3 separate regions of the Mus musculus genome follow, and regions 2 and 3 are each linked to region 1. Evidence: chromatin contacts called from public Micro-C and promoter capture Hi-C data. All regions are on one chromosome and are shown on one strand. The core of a region is the stretch at or near the end of the contact, and the rest is flanking DNA. Distances in the headings are between cores, read along the strand shown. Region 1 holds the start of Crmp1 (collapsin response mediator protein 1). Region 2 holds the start of Mrfap1 (Morf4 family associated protein 1). Region 3 holds the start of Ppp2r2c (protein phosphatase 2, regulatory subunit B, gamma).

Evidence for each region. Promoter capture Hi-C pulls out the DNA fragments that hold promoters and counts their contacts. Hi-C and Micro-C count contacts between places; a contact is called where the count stands out from the background.
Region 2: a contact with region 1 is called in a promoter capture Hi-C map of embryonic stem cells, with 2.4 times the contacts expected there. The contact joins the promoter of Mrfap1 here to the promoter of Crmp1 in region 1. A contact is called at or near these places in 3 of 39 promoter capture datasets (embryonic stem cells, neural stem cells and stem cell-derived epiblast-like cells) and 1 of 484 Hi-C or Micro-C datasets (embryonic stem cells).
Region 3: a Micro-C map of embryonic stem cells shows a contact between it and region 1, with 2.3 times the contacts expected there. The contact joins the promoter of Ppp2r2c here to the promoter of Crmp1 in region 1. A contact is called at or near these places in 8 of 39 promoter capture datasets (the 3T3-L1 cell line, the C10 cell line, embryonic stem cells and 3 more), 5 of 484 Hi-C or Micro-C datasets (all in embryonic stem cells) and 1 of 115 datasets of contacts at active chromatin or transcription factors (embryonic stem cells).

Annotation. Positions count from the first base shown.
Region 1 is chr5:37,239,692-37,243,906 of GRCm38.p6, reverse strand. Crmp1 (collapsin response mediator protein 1) reads right to left here and starts at 1,849. Exons shown (of 14, transcript NM_001136058.2): 1 at 1,382-1,849. The coding sequence starts at 1,762.
Region 2 is chr5:36,794,273-36,798,487 of GRCm38.p6, reverse strand. Mrfap1 (Morf4 family associated protein 1) reads left to right here and starts at 1,734. Exons shown (of 2, transcript NM_026242.3): 1 at 1,734-2,285; 2 at 2,544-3,621. The coding sequence starts at 1,895. The coding sequence ends at 2,272.
Region 3 is chr5:36,866,774-36,870,988 of GRCm38.p6, reverse strand. It overlaps Ppp2r2c (protein phosphatase 2, regulatory subunit B, gamma), which reads right to left and starts at 2,479. Exons shown (of 9, transcript NM_172994.3): 1 at 2,099-2,479. The coding sequence starts at 2,168. It overlaps Gm52812 (a long non-coding RNA gene), which reads left to right and starts at 3,136. Exons shown (of 2, transcript XR_003955898.1): 1 at 3,136-3,385.

The DNA.
Region 1 (4,215 bases), core at 600-3,099:
ACCAGCGCCATGAAGCCAGAAGGACAGCTCCAGGCCAGTCACAAAGAGCACTCGCCTCCGTGGTATTCCCTTTGAGGGAAGCAGAGAACAGACTGCCACTCCCGGGTCTCAGATGAAGACATCTTAAAGAAGGTGAAACATCTCGACAGGTTCCAGGTGGCGTGGCTGGGTTTCTGAGACCTGAAGCCTTTGGTGGAGCTAGAGAGCCTGTTTCCCACGCGAGGTCGGACTACCAAGGAGGAGATAAAGGGATGGGGAACTGGACTCTGGCTAGTTCCCTGGTCCTCACCCCCGCCTCCAGCTCCCAGGCAGCAGATTCAGGACCATGGAGAGTTCCAGAGCAGGCGACAGAGCCGAAGCAAGAACACCGCCCTCAGACCAGCCCATTTTCTTCAAAACGCCTGTCCAGATTACAGTCCTGTTCAAACTCTTCCTCTGGGTTCACTTTCTCATAGTGTTAACGGAAAGGGCGAATTAATTAATTAAACCGAGAATGATGATAAAACTCCATAGCAAGCATTTATTGATCACTCTCGACCTGATTGAACTTAATTCTTGAAATGAGTCCACAGCTCTCTCTCCCCAGCCAGGGAACTTCTGGAGGGTGGGGCCAGGCTGCCGAGCCAGCCCAGCCCAGAGCTCAAGGGACAGCTTCCCAGAGCTGCTCCAACTTCTGTTTCCCAGACACGTGGCTCTGACCTCACCCACCCTGTCCAGGACTCTTCTGTCTGACCATCCGTATTCCCTGGTAAATTCCAACTTAGGGAAGAAAATCTCTAAAGCCCAAGCCCTGGTCATGTCTTTTCCTGAGGTCCCTCCTCACTTTCGGAAGTCGGGGAGTCCATACGCCTGGGTTCAAATCCCGGGTTCGCCTCCAATTTACACATCCAGGAGTGTCCTGGATGATTTCTTACTGCCCAGCATCTGAACCCTTAACCACATCGTCCCCCCAGGGAGGGGCGGGAGCAGCTGTATGAACAGAGTCATTCCGTGAACCTCTCCCAGAGCCAAGTGCAGCCTAAGCGTCCACGATCACTGGGTGAGCGGATAGATAGATGGAAGAAGACAGAGAATGCTCACCTTTTCACAGAACCCCAGAAGGTGAACGAGGCTTAAATTCACCTTACAGGTCCCTTAGCGGCAGCTGCAGCAACTTACTTCCCCTCTCAGAACCTGGCTTGGCTTTCTGAGGCTATGCTGGCCAACCCTGGCCTATCCTACAACCTCTCTGAACCTCTTGTAGGATGATGTGGGGGAGGGGCCGTAGCAGTCCCCCAGAACCTGGTGGCAGCGGGGCCCCCACACTCGCCCTCGCGCCACCCAAGCCCTGGGTCTCCAAGGGCCCCGCCCCCCACGTCCGGCCCACGTGCCCCGAGGGTACCTGGCCATTGTCCCGGCCGAGTGGCAGGTCGCGGGGCGCAGGACATCGGATGCGCAACGCTGGCGGTCTGTCATCGCGATCGCCTGGCGAACTGACAGCAGAGCCCGAGGGCTCGCTCACATCACTGGCCGTGTCTTCGCTGCCGCCGGGGCACGGCAGGCCCACGGCGTCGGGCCGGCCAGCGCTGCGTGGTGTGCGCGCGGAGCCGCGGCGGCCCACGCTGTAGGCGTCGAAGTCGATGGTCTTGTTCTCGTAGGCGCCCTCCACGGCGGCGAACATGCCGCCGTACTTCTGGCGCGGGGTCTGCGCCGCGCTGCCTGGCCGCGCCAGGTACACCGGCAGGTCGTCCTCCGTGTTCCACGCGCGCCGCCGCTCCGCCATCCCCGTCTCCGGCGGTCAGCTCTCGCCACCGCTGGCTCCGCGCTGAGCGCCTCGGTGCGGGCCCGCGGCGGCCCAAGCGCGACTGCGGTCGGGCAAAGAGGGAGGGAGGAAGGGCCGGGGCGTGGCCCGCGAGGGGCGTGGCCGGGGCGGGGCGGAGCCTACGGTGACCAAGACCAGCGCCACTGCCAGCTACAAAGGACCGTGGAGGCGGGGACAGCGGCCGGGGCGGGGAGGATGGTGACGTGCAGTAGCCGCAGCGCGGAGGGCGGGCGGCCGAGCCGCAGTGCCCTCCACGCACCCGGCTCTCCGCCTCTAGAAGGAGCGCAGGGCGCGGGCAGAGACGGGGTGGGGGCGGTGCGCGGGTGCACAACACACATACACACACGCACGTACACACGGTTAAGCTTCACCTCACAAACAAGAGTTGCACAGACATCAGCATGTCTGTACATGGTACATACACCCAAATCAGGTACCTCCGCGCTCCCTCCAGACAGCTAGCACACCATAGATACACACGCACACGCTCACACACGCTCGCGCGCGCACACCAGAGATTCCCTGTCAGGCAACCCCACGCACCACCAAAAATCATACAAAAATTAAATGATCTTAGATGCACAGTCAGAGGCATACACATCCAACTCCCCATTGGCTCACTCGACACTACTACACTGATTGCCTGATAGGATCTGGCACTAGTGTAGGTGCTGGGCACAGGACTAAGAGTAGAATGAAATCCCTGGTGTCAAGGGCCAGCTTCTAAAAGGTATGATAGAGAATGCAGCCTGCAGCACTCAGGAACAGAGGTTCCTATCCCATAGCAAGGAGGTCATGTTAGCATTACACTCCCAGACACTTGTCACTGAACCAATGACTCACACTCGTGCTGGATACACAGCCCAACAACATCTCAGGGTAAAGAATTTCCACACCACTACCAAAAGCAACCTCACAAAGGCTCCTTCACACACAGGCCTGTAGACTGCTGATAGGGAATTCGTGCACATCCCTACCAGACACGAGGGAAGGAAGAACTCTTGAACAGAACACTTAGGAAACAAATATGCAGGGATAGACACACAGGCAGTAGGCAATGACCCAGACGATAGCCTCCATCTATGGGCAGCTCCCACATCCTGAATACAGCCCACTCCAACTATGCCTGGAGCTTAATGTCTAGACTTGAGGGGCTTCTTTAACCAGGAAGAAGTATGGAGACTTGGGATCCCCTCATTTATTTATGACTTTCTAGCATAGGGGTTATGAGATTCCCTGGGGACCCAGGAATCTCAGCTGTGCTCTCTGGATGGAAGGCTCACAAGCTGCCAGCCCCCTAGGCAGACAAGTCCAAACTGGCAATCAGGATTGCTGGGGAACAGTAGGAAGCCGATTCAGCATCTGTCCCTTCAGTTAGCTTCCCCGGGCTAGGAGCTGTCCTTTCAGCACCCCACCAAAGGTCAGAGAAGTCTGTAGCCAACCTTGGAGAACTCCAGACAGACAGTAAACGTGACTGTTGAGACCTTAACCAGAGGACTCTGCCACATAGGAGGATCTGCGACATCAGCTGACACCTCACGCTCCCTCTGTGATTTAGCCAGTCTGCGCTGCAAGCAGGACGCTTCTGCTGTTGGGTTGAGGAAGCAGGAGAAGCAAACAGCTACCTCTCCATTCCATTTCATGTGGCTGCTCCTGTCTACCTGAGACCTCATGATTATCCAGTGTCAGTGGTCAGTTGGAAAGTTCCTTCCCTCCCCCCTTTATCTATACTTGCACACAGGGGCTAATGCTGAGCACACAGGAAAGTACAAAGTCCTTGTCCTCAGTGTCTATTCTAATTAAGTGCATGGTCTTCCACCCACCTCACCCATACCCTGGCTCTTCTATCCGCTTGTTCCTACATCCCATGAAGATTCAGTTCACCCAGGCATTCCTCTTGAAATAAGAAGAACTACACTGCAACCGTCCTCAATCTTTAATTGAAAACTCTGAAATACAATCCACAACATGTCCTGTGCTAGAAAAGCTGATGCTGAGGTCCACAGTGGGTTTATTCCAGAGCCTCACAAGGATTAATGGTGATTATATCCATATAGCATAGGTAGCTGGGTGTAGTCATGTACACCTTTATTCCTAGCACTCAGGAGACAAGCATATGTCTGTGAGTTTGAGGCCATCCTGGTCTGCATAATGAGCTTCAGGCCAATCAGAGTTACACAGTGAGACCCTGTATCAACAACAACAAAGATAACAGAGACTCCATATATCTGAGTTAGACAGGACTTTCAAAGCTCAAGCTTTCTACTCCATGCTACAGTCAACAATTTGGGGACACAGTCTCTCTCTAGACCTGCCAATAGTGATAGAAGCCTTATTGCTTTTTTAAAAATCCCAGGCCCAGAGAGATGACTTAGTAATTAAAAGCACCTGCTGCCTTGCAGAGGACCTGAATT
Region 2 (4,215 bases), core at 485-2,984, 450 kb after region 1:
ATAATGATAAGTTTGTGATCTGGGTCAGTCGGGATTAGTTGGCATCAGTGACTTAATCCTTTGTTAAAGATTTCTACAAAGTGCCCCATTCCTTCCCCATTCGATGCTGATGCTTTCAAAGTCACTCAGTAAAGATGAAGCAAAGCCCTTTGTTAAGGACAGACACACCCCTCACAGAAGGACAGACAGAGTCAGAGATAAACAGATTCCCAAGAGAGCCTTTAGGCAGGCACAGATTCAGAGTCACACAACAGACAGACAGAGGACAGACAACACAGGGAGCCTGAAACACACAGTTCGGATCTGGACTCACTCTTAGTTAAACAACTCCAAGAAGAATTGCTTCTGTTTCTTTCCTTAATGTGACACTGATACATTATTGGTAACTCAGAGGGAATCACTAATGGGTACAATCCATGTGCAGGGTTTTGGGTGGATTCATGGGTTCAACTAATTTGCTGGGTTGTACAGTAGAAGCTGTCTTAGCCATAGAGATCACATTCCCACCAATTAAGACGGGAGGGAGGGGCAGAGTGAGAGGGTGAGGGAGGGGAAGGGAGAGTAGTAGCGAGAGGGAGAGAAAGAAGAGAATTTCCTGGGATCAATGTATACCAGCCTTTCCCCATGTCAGGGTTCTGCAGTCTAAGTATCCTGATGCAGTGTGCAACAGTATCCCATTGTCCTCTGAACCATTTGCTTATTCATGTTCTTACCCTGGATTATTTTTAAACAAAAGCCACTGAGTGTAGAGTCCAATTAAAGATATGCACTTTATATATGCCTATGGTTGGTTTTTGCAAAATGGTTTCACGACTTGTGGTTAGAAAACCAGTGAGATACATAGTTTAGATTCCTGAGAAAGTACTGTCTGATCGTAGACTAAGAATTCGGCATCTCCCCTTAAAGTTCAGTGTTGGTTGAGTAACAGTTACGCAAATGTAGTCGTCTGAGCCAACTTCTGTCCTTTCCACAGCAAGTGATCACCAACTGAATGTGACCTGGGGCCTCAGAAAGCATCAGACAATAGTTTCACCTTAGGAAGCCAGGAGCTCTGTCAGGTAAAAACACACCCAGCCACTCCGTCAATCAAGATATGATAATTCACTTAAACTAACCAAAGGGGCGGAGCTATGAGCAGGATGACTGTCCACACATGGCTTTCCAAGATTCCTCTTTCCCCAGTTTCGAAAAACTGTTTTTGTTGTTGTTGTTGTTGTTTGTTTGGTGGTTTTGATTTGTTTTGAAACAGGGTCTATGTACTGAACTCACTATGTACACCAGGATGACCTCAAACTCAAGGATCGGTCTGCCTGCCGCCTCTACCTCCCAGGTGCTGGAATTAAAGGCGGGCTCTTTTTCTTTTTTAAAAGTAAACTTGTCGGGTGCGGTGGCTCACACCTGCGACACGGGAAGCTACGGCAAGAGGACTGCCTAGAGTTCAAGATCAGTTTAAGCCAAATAATTGAGTTCCAGGCCAGCCTTGGCTACAGCGTGAGGTCCTGTTTCAAAAAGTAAATAAATAAAATCGGAATAAGATACAGGAAGGGACGAACTTCGCATCACCCAGAGCAGCTGCAAAAGCTGCGAAAGGGAGGCCGACCTAATGTCAGCGCGCGGCCGCAGAGGCGCTCGCCCCGCCCCTTCGTGGACGCGAGCGCGCCCGCCCCTTTCAGCGCGGCCGTAAAGAGGGGGCGCGGAGGTGTCGTGAAAGGGGTCGCAAAGCGCCGAGCGCTGGTTGACGGTTGAGACTCCATTTTGTTCGTCGCTCGCCCGCTCGGCAGTCACTCGTCTCCGTGGCTTCTCCGAGGCGGAAAGTTGGACCGGCGGCGGAAGTTTTGAGGACTCGGCCCGAGCTCCGTCCGTGAGGGTCGTGCAGACGAGCAGAGCAGCGGCGATGCGGCCCCTGGACGCGGTGGAGCTGGCGGAGCCCGAGGAGGTGGAGGTGCTGGAGCCCGAGGAGGACTTCGAGCAGTTTCTGCTGCCCGTCATCCACGAGATGCGCGAGGACATCGCGTCGCTGACGCGCGAGCGCGGGCGCGCGCCGGCGCGCAACCGGGGCAAGCTGTGGGAGATGGACAATATGCTGATCCAGATCAAGACGCAGGTCGAGGCCTCCGAGGAGAGCGCCCTCAACCACCTGCAGGGTGCCGGCGGCGCCGAGCCCCGCGGCCCCCGGGCGGAGAAGGCCGACGAGAAGGCGCAGGAGATGGCGAAGATGGCCGAGATGCTGGTGCAGCTCGTGCGGCGGATAGAGAAGAGCGAGTCTTCGTGAGGAGCCGGCCGCGGTAAGGGCGGGAGCCTGGCGGGGCGTGGGCGACGGTGGGGGAGGAGGCTGGCTTGTCGCCTCGGGAGTAAACTAGGCCCCCCCTGGGGAAGGAGTAATAGCAAATCGTCGGCGGGGAGACCGTGGAAGTTTCCAGATGGTGCTGGAGAGCATGGGGCCCTAAGTGAGACAGCGTCCAGAAGGGGGCCGGGTATTTGCTTTGCTGTCCGGACAGCGTGATTAACCTCTCGGTGATGAATCTCTCCCGCCCGTGCCTTAGGTTTCCAGCCAATGGATTCTGGTTGAGTGATGGCGATTGGCTGACATGACACCCTGGAGAAGCTGAAACCAGAGAGCCTTTTGTTTTCCTTTTTTTTTTTTTTTATCTCCTTCTTATTTTTTTTTCTTTTCCCCTCTGTCTTCCCTCTGTTTCTCACTGACACTACGTTTCTGCTATGGTCTGCGGTTGACGACCTCGATATGAGTTTTTGATTATTCGGTGGTTCCTTTTTTTTGTTTGTTTGGGGGAAATAACTTTGATTTGGAAAATGCGCTCACATACGGGAATTAGGGCCTAGATTGTAAGCCCTGTGGCAGTTGAATAACGTTCATTCCTGGCCTTTGGTTGTTGTTCCTAAATTTTGAGGTGCTTTGCTCTTTCTTGGGTGACCTGATAGCTCCCTGAACTTTGAATCTCTGTGACACTTGAGACTCAGAGTTGAAGCTCACCGCCTCTGAAAGTTCTGAAGGAGCTGTGTTAATTCTCGAAGACTCCATGCAGCAATGGCAGAAGAGACCAGACTTCATCCGGGACAGTGGATGGGCCTTACATGGCTAGGACTGATGACCTGGGAGAAGGGTCGGAGGATAGTATTGTTTCTATTGGGGGACTTTAATTTCTGTGTGAGACCAAAGGAGGAGAGATGTATTTTGTGCAAAATTTAAATTTTATGTGCTACACTATCTATTGTAACCTGCCTGGTGAGTTTGTTGGGACAGCCTAACTCATTTCTAAAAGAAATGGAACCTCGGATGGGAGAAGAGGTCTTGTTAGTCTGTACAAGTTGGTATCCCCATATATTCGAGGAGATCCTGGCCATAAAATGAAAGATCCTTGCAATACCCTGTGTGGCCTAGGAAGGAAAACCTGCAATGGACCCAAAACTTAAAAGAAGAGGCGTCTTAAAGGTTCATATGTAGTCGAACTATAAATGTATGAGTGGCAGACCTGATAAGCGTTTGAGGTCAAAACCCTTACCATGTTGAAAACAAAATCTTACATGTTAATAAAAGTATTCGTTTGCTTGAAAAGATCAGCCCGGAGAGTTACTAAGAAATATTAAGTGAAGTCTTCCTTCAGTGGCCTGTGTTTAGTTTAAATGAACATTCTCCAGTTTTGGGAGTCTGGGTAAGCAGAAGGGGATTTCGACTGCTGTAGGAAACGTGAGAATAGGAAAGTCTTGATTCCTAGTAGCAAGTCCACAGTCTTAGCCTCTGAGACCAGTCCTTTTACTTGCCTTTTACTTGACTCCTGTTCTTTACCAGTCTTGATGATACAACAGCAACAATGTATTGACTCCCTTCAGACAAGAAGGGCTGGGTCCCCAACTGCTGGGATTGACCCTGTGTGGCCATCATCTCATTCCTAGGTGGCCAAAGTCTAGGGCCCTCCCTTTTAAGGACACCCCACCCTAGACATCTTAGAATTCTTGTGTCTGCTGAGGGAACTGCAGCCCAGCCTAACTTCTGACTGCTCTGCATGTTCCTATCCGGGAGTGACCATTGAACCTCACGTGTATGGTTCCTTCTTGGTACTGCTGAGGCACCAGCTTCTGGGCTCTTAACAGATGCAATTGCCTTAGAACATGGCAGGGGTAAGGAAGGCTTTCCAGAGTGTTGTTTTGATAAGCTTGGCCTTGGATGAGCACAACCTCAGAAGTCAGGAAGAATGG
Region 3 (4,215 bases), core at 1,230-3,729, 370 kb after region 1:
GGATGCTATAGTATGAAGGGAGGGGAGGAAGGAGCAGGGGCGGGGCGGGGGGCTTCATTTAGGGAGATCAAAATTCCTACCTCCTTCCAGTTAGATTCTTTGGGAGTTTCACTCTATAACGTTACTCTTCTACATCCCTGAATGGTAGGGGTATCTGAGTCATGGGTCCTACACACACTGCTCACTGCCCAGGGCTCATGGTGAGACTTTTCCACCAGGCCCTATGTGAAACGCTAGGGCACAGTAGGTGCTCAACACATTTCAATCACCTCTACAGATCGAAGGTGGCCCTTCCTTGATTTCTCAGAGTTTGTTTACTCCCATTGTACAAATAGGAAAACTGAGGCATATGAAAACAGGCTTTCCCACAGGTCACAGGGCTCGTTGCTATAACACAGGATGAATAGGGCAAGGGACCTCCATCCAACTCGAGCGTTGGAATCCGAAAGTTCAGCGGATGGCAGTAGCGGCCACGGAACCATGAAGGTACGTCCTCCAGCGAACCTTGCTGAGGTGGGTTTATTAAAGAAGAGGAAGTAGGATACCGGATGGGAGCAATACTTTGCGCTGTCCCCGTGTGGTGGGCACCATGCGTTTTGTGATTGGTACACAAAAGCTCTGAGGCCCGCTGGATCGTTCCCAGTGTGCAGATGAGGAAACTGAGGCTTTCCCCAGGAAAGCCAGAGCAACACTAGCCCTGCACACGACTCCCTGCCAAGAAGCCCATCTGCGGACCAGCCACGCAGGCTGCTTTCTCGGTTAGGCAGGCTGTGAGCAGATAATCATCTTCACGAAGCGCGACCCTCCTCCGCATCACCTAGCGGGCGACAAAGGGCTGAGTTCTGCGCCAGGAGCCTCCCAAAGCCCCGTTAGGGCAGCGCCGCCACCCAGTCCGGGCCTGGCAGCCCTGCCCCCTCTCCCCGCACACCCCGCGGCAACGCGTGACTCAGCGGTTCTCCTCGGCGCGCGGAGCCCAGCTCTCAGCATCAGCATCCGCACGCCCGGGTCGCACACCTAGCCTCTGCCTCCGGGGTCCGCGCGCCCGCCGGGAGTCGCCGCGCCCGCCTCATTTCCGGCGGAGCTCGGCACTGGGGAGGCCATGCCCACGCAGGATCCTTGGAGCAGGCACCCACGCGCGCCAGCCCCCGGGACTCAGCGCCAGGGCCCCTCCCACCGGGTCAGCCACCTGCTTAAACCATGGACACCCTCCCAACTAGGCCCACAGCCCCGGGAAAGAGGCGCCTACGCTGCCCGGGAAGCTCACCAGCACCCGTGTGCAGGCGGGCTACTGTGGCTAGGTCTGGTACTCCCTCACTGCAGCCTATTCACTTCTGCGGCCCCTGGCTGAGCTCTGGAGCTGTCCCCACCGTTCCTGTGGCCAGTCAGGGCCTGGGGACTCCGGAAGTTACCGTCACATTAGCAAAGGACACTGATCCTCTGAATCCCACCAGCCTTTGGTGGGGGCTGACGCACAGGGCCAACTTAGGGGGTTTTAAACGCAGAACCTGTTTGAGGTAGGATGCCCCACTTTTCCGGAAAACCATGAAGGTCTGGCCCAGCTCCTGTCTGAGTAGCACTACCTAGGAATAAAACAGTAGCTCCTACGAGCCTCCTTCCCCCTCCCACGCAGGGGAACTGCCTCAGGAGGCCAGGGAGGTGCCAGGGCAGCTGAACCCTAGAGGATCTGGCAATGGAATTTTTCCCTCCTGGGTCCCTCTCCAGGGAGTGGGCAATCTAGAAATTTCTGCGAGCTTTGGCCCCGCTGAAAGGGCAAATGAAGGATTTTTAAGCCTTTCCAGGTCCTGGAGATTTCCACGCCAGATCTGCTGCAGCCTTGGGCTTTGTAAATGATAGTCAGGGCCCGATCCAATGCCACCCGGCGGGGGAAGGACAGATGCGGTCCCGAGGGCAGCACGGAGGAGGGCGCTGGGCAGCGGCCGAAGCCCCCGGGTTCCCTCCCTCCCGGCCCGGGGTCGGGGTGGGGGTGGGGGGGGACACGACACACAGCGCGCGGTCCAAACCTTCGGAGGGCATTCGGTGCGACGGCATCCCCACGCCGCGGCCGGCCGGAGGGGGTCTCAGACAACACGTACGTTACCTTCTGTCACATAGCTGTGGTCCCGCAGGAAGCTGTGGTTAATTTTCCGCGTGTCCGTGTCCTCGCCCATTGAAGGCCGCGCCCGGTGCCCTGGGCATGCCCCGCCGCCGCACACCGATGCAATCCACAGAGGTCGCGCCGGGCGCGCGGGCCATGCCGCCGCAGCCTAGCAGGGTCTCGGGCCGCCGGGGCCCGGGAGGGCGGGCATCGCGGTCGGGTGGTCGGGGATGGGCGGGCGGGCGCCGCGCTCAGGCGAGCGTAAGGCGGGCAGGCGGCGGCCGCAGCGTGGGGCGGGCCGGGGCTCGGGCGCGCATCCCGGCCGCTCCGTTCGCGCTGCGTCCGGGCGCCTGGCGGTGGCGGCGGCGAGGGGACGCGCGCGGCGCTGAGCCGGGCTGCGCCGTGGCGGGGCCGTGTCGCAGGCCCCTCCCTCCGCTGCACGCCTCTCCGCCCCCGGCCGTGCAGCCACCGCGCAGGTGGAGCTGATGAGCCGAGCCCCGCCACAGCGGTCACCTCCGGAACCAGGGACACCTATCTAGAGTTGAGGCCACCTTGGTGGCCAGGTGTTGCAATAAGGGACAAGGCGGTTGGAGGAGAGACTTAGGGGTGTCGGGAGCGCGAGGATATCGCGGCCCTTTATTAAGGAAAAGACGGGGTTTTTCTGACAATTGCGGGGGCAGAGGGAGGGCGCCCCACCCAGAACGCCTTTGGGGACAGAAGGTCAGCACCCCATAAGGCAGAGCTGGATAATTCGTCTGGGGGTGAGTTACCCTCTGTCCTGTCCACGTTTCTATTCAGGCACCTGTATGGGAGCACAGAGGCTGTTTGGCTGTGTTTGCTCCTTAGAGCCTCTCTGCCAAGGAAGGGCTTCCTCCCTGCCTCTCATCTTCCTCCCTTCTAGTTCTCCTTTCTTCCTCTCCCTTTTCCTCTTCCTTCCCTCCCTCACCTTTCAGTACTTCCTTGCTCCCCCTCCCTTTTCTTCCTTTTCAGTACATATCTCCTTGCTTCCTTCTTCTGTTCCTCCCCCTTTTCCTCCCTTCCTCCCATACTCATCCAGGTACTTCCAGCATCCCACATGAGCCAGGCAGAGGGAGGCGGGGCAGCTGCAGCGGGAGCGGGGTGTGCTCACCTCTTTAACCAAGCAGCCACCCCCTTCTACTGACTCCTACCTTGAGGAGTTTGGAGCATGGGCCTTGGGAGTGTTGATCCTCCACCTTCCTGGGTTCTCAGAACGTTCTGCAGCGACAGGAGTGCAGCTTCAGCCTCCTTTGGGAGAGGCTAGGCAATGAGGTAAGCAGGGAGAGTAGCCCAGAATTCAAGGCGTTAGGCACAGCTTGGGGAGAGGGGGTACCGAGGCTGCTCCCACTTCAGAGCTAGCCTTGGGGGCCCCAGGCACCTCCCCAGTACAGTCCAGAGGATGTTGGAAGGGAGAGGGTGGGTTAAAGGGACTCTGGTTTCCTGCTGGAGAATGAGGGCTTCCAGAGCTAGGGCTGATTCCACAGAAAGGCCTACTGAGGACTGCAAGGAGTAGCAAGTAACCCCAGAGTCCTGCAGGGAGTCTGGGGAGGGAGCAGAGGAAGGCTAAACCCCCTGAGATCTGGAGCTTGCCCCAGCCTGGACTTCTCTATCACGGAGCAGGCCACCATTACCTACTTCCCTACCTGGGTTTAGATTCAGGGACAAAACACCCAAACAAGCTCACTCCCCAAGGGAAGGTGAATGGCAACTACATGGTCTCCCCCTGCCCTGGCACGTTCTCCCTTCCTAACACCTGCTCTGCTTACCCACCTCACATCCTTACCCAGCATGCCCCTCTGCAGCCTCTCCTCCTCTTACTATCTGATGAGCAGCACCCTCCCTGTGTCCCATCCCTGGTCTTGAAGGGATACCCACATCCATGCTCTTGTCTGTCTGGCTACCTTTACTTGCCTGAATGCCCTGGACCACACAGAAGACAGCCTGCCGTGACCGAATGCCGCAGTCGTGGCTCTGAGCTGTGCTGAGGATCCCAGATCCCATGGATTGCAAGCTGTCATCAGCCCTTCTGCACCTGCAATATCCTATTTTCCTCAGGGCTCACCAGCACTGGCTCAGTGCTGGGAGAATTTTTGCCCTGGGGG